2 separate regions of the Mus musculus genome follow, and region 1 is linked to region 2. A link is a contact called in public Micro-C data. All regions are on one chromosome and are shown on one strand. The core of a region is the stretch at or near the end of the contact, and the rest is flanking DNA. Distances in the headings are between cores, read along the strand shown.

Region 1 (4,408 bases), core at 297-2,796, 72 kb before region 2:
TCTGATACCTACAAGCATACCCTCCCTCTCCCTATAAATAAGCCCAGGTGTTTTGAGCTACCTCCTTGACATATCCTGATAAGACTTCCCAATGAGCAAAAGAATTGTTTGAAGTAAGTGCTCATCCCTGCCTGAGAAATCATCCAGCCATCATGGCTAACTCCACTTTACCTGATAAGCTTCCCCAAAGTTATTTCTAGACAAAAAGGCAGAAGGGTGGATTAGTTCTGTCAACAGGAAGTCCTGAAGTCCTGCCATTCAGTGAGGAGAGAAACATGTGCCCACCATGGGTGGCTGATAAGGGACATGAACACAGAACAAACCACAGCCCAGCCAGCTGACAAAGCTCAAATGCAACCTTTGAAGAAATCCAACAGACCCTGGTCCTCTGCTTCGTGATGCAGAAGACTGTGGGCTTTGATAGGTTACCAGCTTGTTACCATCAGCCTAAAACTTGCAATTCTGCACCTTCCCTGCCTTCTACAAAGACAGGAGAATCCAAAAGGCTGCTGTAAAAGCAGTTTCATCGCAAGGAACCAGAAGCATAAAAGCCCAGGAAAATGATCTGTCTCCTCTGATGCTCCACTCTTTGTCCCCTCCACGTTGTAAAAATATTTCTGTCTCATTCCTTTTAGGAAGCAGGACAGAATGGTTTGTTTGTTTGTTTATCTCGCTATCTATTTGTTTGTTTGTTTGTTTATTTAATTATATGAGTACACTGTAGATGTTTACAGACACACCAGAAGAGGGCACTGAATTCTATTACAGATGGTTGTGAGCCACAATGTGGTTGCTGGGAATTGAACTCAGGACCTCTGGAAGAGCAGTCAATGCTCTTAACCGCTGAGCCATCTCTCCAGCCCCAAGGCCAGAATTCTTAAGCAGAGGATGTCTTACTACATCTATCAAAAGTGACTATCCCCCAGCCCATTGAGAGTTCAGTTTGTACTGAGTACGAGTCCACTGTGCACTTGTTAGCTTGTGAACCTTTGTGACTCTCTGGCAGAGGAAGCACATTTTGGAGATGAGGAAGCTGAGATGCGGTGAGGTAGAACGTCTTATCTGAGGCATCATCCAGCAGCGGGTGGTAGCTCTGGGGAGCTCAACAGCCAGGTGGCTCTGATGTCGGGGTGGGATCTGTTTGTGCTCCCTTCCTCTTCCTTAAAGGTCACATTGAGAGACAACTCATAGATAGTAAAGGCTTTGGAGTCCCTTGCCTCAGCTATAATTGTGGAAAACCACAAGCTACATGTGTTCAATCACAAATACTAATACTAACTAATAATAATAATAATGATAATGATAATACTCATGACTCATTCAAGGAGTCTGTCTTCAGGATCTGTGTTTTCCACTTTGCTCATTCCTATCTTATCTTGGTTGATTGGACTACATTTTACTTTTCTCTGGCTTCTCCAGAGATCGCCTTGAAGCCTTCCCCAGCTAGATAAGCCTGCAAAGGTTCTTTCTTCTTTCCACTCACCACCATTTCCCAAGGTTGGTCTCTGCAGAGAGACGGGAAGCAGCCCCGACTAAGAATGATTAGTTTGTGTGTCTGTCGCCCTTGACTGAGGTCTAGTGACTCACAAAGACGTACACAGCTGGCACAAGGGCAGCCTCATGTCATTTGTCACCCCTGGACTTAATTTGCTTCAAAACAGAAAATTCTTTAACTTCTGTGAAACAGCCTACAGGGACTTCACAGTCTTCCAGACCATGTAAGGGTTTGCCCAACTGGGCCAAGCTCAGGGTCTGCAGTACTGTCTCTTACAGCACCCACATCCAAGCAGCAGGGCTCTATAAACCACAGAGGTCATTCAGACACAGCTTCTCTAGCAAACATCCCTCCCCTTGCAATATAAGGTTTACAGCCAGGATACAAAACATTACAGTCCTCACCGTTATCATCTTTGAACCCTTTGAGAACATTCTTTATGTGTCCATTATTTTTAACAGATATGGAACCACTGTTCTTATTCATGGCTTCCTCTTTATTTCACTGATAATGGATACCTCATTTCTGTATGTTCTCATTCAACAATAGTCAAATACTTATGGCCTTAGGAAACTATAGTGCTGCTGAGACAAAAGTGGTCCACCCTAGATGCTCATCACTTCTGCTTTCAAATCATTGACCCCCTTCCATCGCAGGAGACTAAGATCAGCGCTACCTTACATGGAGATTGGGGAAGATCGAGAAACATTTGCAGGAAGAGCTCTAATGAGTGTCACACACTTTAGTGCACAATGATTCAATGTGAAAAGCACTGAAAAAAATGAAAAGTCACTAACAAGCCAATGGAGTCCTAGGCTTAGTTACAAATGGCTAGGTACTGATGCACTGAAAAGAGTTTTCTGAGAAGCATGTCTGAATAGAGGTGGCTATCCTAAAAGCATCTTTCTTTCAAAGAAACTGGAAGTCCTGTAGGGCTGAATCATCACCTCTGAGGGGTCCCTCAACTAGAGCTTGGAAGGGCCATCTTTCTTAGGGAGTTGTTTTTTTACCAGTTAACAATGTAAAAACAACTTAGGCTGTGTGAGAGGCAGGAATCCACAGAAAAATATTACCAATGTGTCTGTTTTCCATGAAGATTATCCCAAAGGAGCCCAGAAAGGGATGTTGGTACACAGAGAGGCTGTGGCCTCACCAGCTGAACGAAGGTTTGGCCCTTCGGGTCCTGCAGGGGAAGCTGAAACTGAACAGGAATTTCTGAAGAGGAACCGATAACATTCTCACAATGGAGCTGATGAAACCTTCAAGAACTGCTGGCTTACAAAAGGAAGAAAATCCCTAAATCATCCTCAGGTAAGGATTACAGTCAGAGGATGTGGACTTTAGGCAGGAAGAAAACAAACTCAAGTCTAGACTTGCTGAATCTGGAGTGCCCACAGAGCACCCCTGGGAATGCATGGTCTGGTGTCCAATTCTTATAGGACCTGTGGCTTGAGGAGTGACATAAATTGGTGCTGGGTCCTACTTATAGGTCCCATAGAAAAAACCAAAGGGACAAATGAGAAACAGAACTTCTGAAGGAAAACTTTGCTAGCAACCACATTTTTTTTTTTTTTTAAGAAATGTGTATGTAAAAAGCAGAGGGTTGGAGATTTTGGAAGTATCTAATCCATCCAAGGGCCTTTGAGAAAACTGCTTCCAAAATTTCAACTACACACTGAAGTAAAAATTCTTGCCTGTGGAAATGTTGATAATTTAGAAATTTATATTTCAGTTAGGATTGATTTGCTATTTAACCTGGGGAAAGAATTTTTAAGCTGAATTTCTTTTGATAATTATAAGTAATCAATGCTATTTTTTCAAAGTGACTAATCAGGTTTTCGGGGTTCCAGCAAATTTGGGTGGCCATCCATAGGAATTTCCATTAAGCTGGGGGCTTTTTCTCTCCATTTTGAATTAAATTGGTCTAAGTCAGCAATCAAGGCTTCCACGTTTCTATGTAATGTATAGGGTAGTGACTGGAGTAAGCACTAAGCTCCAAAACAAGGATCATTCACAAGGCCGGAGGGGGAAATCTGAACAGCCATTGTCAGTCGTCCAAGAGATAAACAGAATTGTAAGTCACTCTGAGGCTGTGGGATCAGGGTTTTTAAATAAATCATATTAATATGTGAATAAGACAAGCATTATTCTCTTCTTTCAAAATGTAATAAGTCTTTTGTTTCTGCCGAGTGGAAAGGTGAGTACTGGGCTGTGAGGCTAGGGAATACAACCCCATGCTTTCTGGTATTCCCCCTCCCCTCCCTCCCTCCCTCCCTTCCCCTCCTTGTCTTGTGCATTGGTGATCTCAGTTGCTAGCATGATTCACTTGGTCATTCCCCTGCTGGTCAGTCAGATAAGGCTATCTCTGGTTGCAAGCTCTCTACTGTGACATAAATACAAACAAAACACTTTCTTCTGAGATATAGAGCACCAGGGGTTGTGAAGACAGTTCGGGAAAGTAAGAGAGAAGAAAAATCACTTTCCTAAGCTGGAGAGACCAGGAGTGAGGTGTCTAGCTTGCATTCTCCAGGTTTAGTCCAACACAAGGAGGTGGATATCTAGCCTATTGTTTTCTTTTAAATACATACTCTTTGCACTTTTTTCCTAATATGTTTTGAAAAGCTATGGCTTCCAATCTCTGCACAAACACACCGTACTAGGATGGGGAGGGGGTACACTGATACTGTTCCGTAACATAGTTCATTGAAATGGGGGTTTTACCAAACAGTGTTTGCCATTATAACATTCCGCATAGCCTTATACATGTAATCTTCCTTATTCAGTTTGACATTTTGAAAGATGTCTGCAAATACTCCATCTCACAAGCACAATTGAGACTAAGAGCTGATGTATTCAGGTCTGGCTAGCTCCACTTTCACAGTGGGATTAGCCAGATCCCAACAGACTTCAACT
Region 2 (4,010 bases), core at 1,273-3,772:
CAGCCATGAGCACAGAAAAAGCCCTTCTTTGTAGTCAATCTGGGAAAGTCCTTTCTCTCTCTTTACACATCAAACAGGTCTTCCCCTCCCCACCCCCTCTGCTGCCTTTGATGTCTCTCTTCCTGACCCGGGTCTTGGTGCTGGTGGGAAGACAGTCAGGATCAGACCAGATCTGCTGATCACCCACAGAGTGATGGAGTTTATTGTTTGGGGTTAAAGTTCAAAGAACTCATTACAAGTTTCTTTTAAAATATAAAATCGTTGTCTTAATTGAAAATTCACAGGGCTAAGAATGACCTGAAGTCCAGCCTCCAGTAGATCACTAGGGGAGTTTGGAGACATCCAGGGAAGTAGGTGAGAAGCCAGCAGTGTGGTAAAGGGGCAGGGGAGGGGGGGGTGAAAAATCAGAGGACTAGGCAAAGGTGGGATGGAAGGAGGTATTGTACTGGGTGGCGTGTGGAGTAGCTTAACGAATGACCATAGCAATGTTGACAACCATGGCTCATCTTTCATCTGATAACAAACGGTACCAAGCTCTGCAGCCTTTGGTGAGGCCAGACTCCATGAAACCCTCTGGCCCCAGGCTGCCTCTCCCACACTGTTAGCTATCCTTCGTCCTCTGTTTATGATGTTCACTCTCAGACCTATGCAATGTCTTCTTGCACATCCAGATTCGGCTCTGGACAGGAAAAAAATAGGTCAAGATGAAGGCTGAGAGGCAGGTGCCCAGTGAGACTGTTAACATCTTTAAAGAAGAAAAAAATAATATGTCTAGAGGTTTCATCTTATTGATTTCTACTCATGTTTCACTGGAGAGAATGGTGTCATTGGCCACCAGGGGTACAAGTGGGCCTTTGTAATACAGCCATACTGCTGTACCGAACAAAATTTGAAAGCAGTAGGAAATGAAGCTTGGAAGCAAGCACACCTCCATCTGTTCAATGGAAAGTCCTACATGGCCAGTCACTGGGGCATTGCCAATCACTAGCACTGACAAGCTAGCCATGGAGTAAGCCTAGTCCAGGCCAGTGCTCAGACAGCTGCAGCCTAATTCTGGTAGCTGTAACCAGCTAACTCTTCCTGGGTATCTGTCATTGTTTGTTCAAACTTCTGTAACAATGCCCTAGACTCAGGCCCGGGATGTGGCTCTGTGATAGAGTACTTGCCTGCAGTCTCAAGGCCTGGTGTTTGACTCCAGTGCAGGAGAAAATGGAGAAACACAGAATGTCTGAGGCAGTTCTTAACTACACACTCTTCCTCAAAACACCTCAAAAGGAGATGAAGGGTGGCCAGAAGGAAGGGAGGGAGGGAGGGAGGGAGGGAGGGAGGGAGGGAGGGAAACAGGATGGAGAGAAAGAGAAGGACTGAAAGTCTTATTTACGTAGTCTGACTTATACACAATGGAAAATTATTTCTCAGAGCTGTAGCATATAGAAAGTTTAAGATCATGGTGGCATGATGATCTAGTGAAGGTCTGCTTCCTGGCTCATACATGGCTATCCCATTGCTGCCCCCTCACATGGCAGAAGAGTGAGAGAGCTCTTCAAAGTCTCTTTTCTAGGGACACTACCCTGGATCATGAAGCTCCATGCTCTTGGCCTATTTGTTCTCCAAGTCTTCACCTCCTCACACCATTGTGCTGAAGGGCTGTAGGCAATAAGAACTTGATGTCCAACAGGCAGGGAAAGTGTGAGCCACAGTGCCTCTGTCTTACTTCTATGCTACTGGACACATGGACAACAGAAGGAACAACATGCAGGGAGAAAAAAGACAAAGAAACTGAAGAATTTGTGAGTGCTGGACACACAGCCCTTGAGGTCTTTATAGGAACCTTTGATGATAAGGAACCATTGCAGCCCTCAGAAGAGATGACCATAATCTGGTACTACTTTAAAAGATCACATTAACAGTAGTAAGGACCATAAACTAGGCAGACTTGCTACACCATTTAAAAAGGGATTCTCCTTACACATTTATGCATGCAGTTTCGGGCAGTCACATAGCATATAGCTACTTCCAGTAAGATGTAAGAGCAATCCAGCCTGCTGTATTGTTATATCAAAAACACAAGTGGCAGGCCATGGGTGGAGCATACCTGCCTGGCTGGGAATAGAGTTTAGCCTGGACTTTACTCTGTTCTTAGAAAATGCTTTGCCCTCTGAGCCTCAAAACCATAGTAAGTCTCAAAGAACGAAGACACCCAACAAACACCTGCTGACCCTTACTCTCCCTGGAAAATTGCTCAATACACAAGACTGTGGTTGACAGAGTAGCTCCTTCACTGTCAAGGAATCTGAAGGACAGATGATGTGTGCCGTTTGCAGAACTAGGGTTTGAAATCTGGGCACTGCTGCTCCAATCAGAGATGATACCCAGCCAAGAAACGGCATCGTTGCTTGTTCTGGTGACCACAAAGAAAGTTAAGAAACTACAATGGAAAACGAAATGCAGAGACAAGATGAGAGGCAGAGATTACTTCACAAACAGTTGGGCATTCTTCATCTCCCTGCTGCCATTCTCCAGCTTATCTGTCTTCTCTGGCAACACGCCTCAAGGCCAGAGTGAGGCTGTGAACAGCCACTTGGCTCTTCCAGGCACAGGAAGCCCTTGGTTTTGTCACAAGTCATTAGAGCACAATTCTTATTCAGGAAAAAATGGAGGGTCTGTTGTGTGCTGGGTCTGCTTAGATCAAGAAGAATGAGGTTGAACCCTGGAGAAGTTTAAACTAGGGGATTCTTTAGTACCAGAAGGAAAGTCTTCCCAGGAGGCACACAATCTCCCCTGAGAGGACAGACAGTGACTACTCAATGTGTTTCACAGTGGCAATAGAGAGTTGGAAGCCCTCAAGGTTATAAGGAGGGCACCCTTGAGTTGGGTTTTAAAAGATGAGTGGAAGTTCACCAGAAGAAAAGGCTATAGAGCCAAAGGACACCAGCGTGATGCCAGGGATCCACAGGCTATTTGAAAAAATTAGAGAATGTGAGTTAAGGTTGGACAAGAGGGAAAGCTGGGTGGGTAAACTGAGGCTGCAATGTAGGGGGAGAGATGGGCTGGGCTTGGGTCGCAAGGCTCTGGGTACCATTAGAGATGTCTGCAAGCACTCGACTCAATATCAGACTTCACGAAAAGGTAGCTATCAGGGTGTCTCTTTGAACCGCAAGCCTCCTACAGTCTTGCGTTTTCTCAAACAGCCAACTCCACAAGAAACACAGACAATCCACTTCATTGGACACTGAGTCTCACCCTCGGAGAGAGCATTGGAGTCACGGATGAGACACAATATGAATAATTTGCGTGATCAGGAGACATTTAATCTGGGCCAAATCCATTTGGTCATGAGGGTGATTTATCAGAAAGCAAACACGCTGCCAAGATACGGGAGGGGGCGGCTCTCGGAGTTGATTTACGTGCCCAGCAGAACACTAACGTCACTGCAGATCTCCCTGGAGCCAACACAGGTCCTGGGCAGCTCACAGCTTTCCCTGCACCCGACTAGACTCTCTGGTAAAGGAACCTCATCTTTCAGACCACCCTACCGCATGCGCAGCACCAACCAACCAGAAAGAATTTGGGTCGGTGGAAGTTGTTGTAAGTTCCCTGAGCTGCACTGATGTGACTTAAATTCTGAATAGTGACCTCATCTAGAGGCCACCCGGGTGTTCTTGGAGACACTGGGCGCCACTGGGACTGAAGAAATTAATCACCTGCAGCTTCTAGGCCCAGGAAACTTCACGGCTCCCATGGTTCAAGGAACATCCTGCCTAAATATTATTCTGCACCAGGCGTTTACAGCCTTCTCTGTTGTCTCTGGATTCTGGCTCTGAGCCCCCACCACACTCTGGGGGAGGAAATCCCAGAGTGTCCCCACCATCTCACCCAGCTTCTCGGGTGACATCAGGCCCAGCCAAGGAACATCCCAATCTGTCTCGCTGCCTGTGAGACACATTAGATCTTCAGGGCAGGACCTGACATTGTTTTGTAACACAAACGCTTTCCACCCAGGGTGAGTG

The links. A called contact is a pair of places that touch in the nucleus more often than the background predicts.
Region 1: a Micro-C map of granulosa cells shows a contact between it and region 2, with 2.9 times the contacts expected there. The contact joins two enhancer-like sites. A contact is called at or near these places in 3 of 484 Hi-C or Micro-C datasets (brown adipocytes, extraembryonic endoderm stem cells and granulosa cells) and 1 of 115 datasets of contacts at active chromatin or transcription factors (extraembryonic endoderm stem cells).

The regions. Positions count from the first base shown.
Region 1 is chr9:23,112,384-23,116,791 of GRCm38.p6, reverse strand. All of the region lies in intron 7 of Gm36743 (a long non-coding RNA gene), which reads right to left. Among named protein-coding and RNA genes, the nearest start is that of Bmper, 110 kb to the left of the region's middle. Within about 2 kb of position 1,546, at least 14 of the 459 cell types and tissues checked have an H3K27ac peak or open chromatin away from gene starts, as enhancers often do. A contact at or near this core is called in granulosa cells, where this site is marked.
Region 2 is chr9:23,041,748-23,045,757 of GRCm38.p6, reverse strand. All of the region lies in intron 5 of Gm36743 (a long non-coding RNA gene), which reads right to left. Among named protein-coding and RNA genes, the nearest start is that of Gm36743, 47 kb to the right of the region's middle. Within about 2 kb of position 2,522, at least 7 of the 459 cell types and tissues checked have an H3K27ac peak or open chromatin away from gene starts, as enhancers often do. A contact at or near this core is called in granulosa cells, where this site is marked.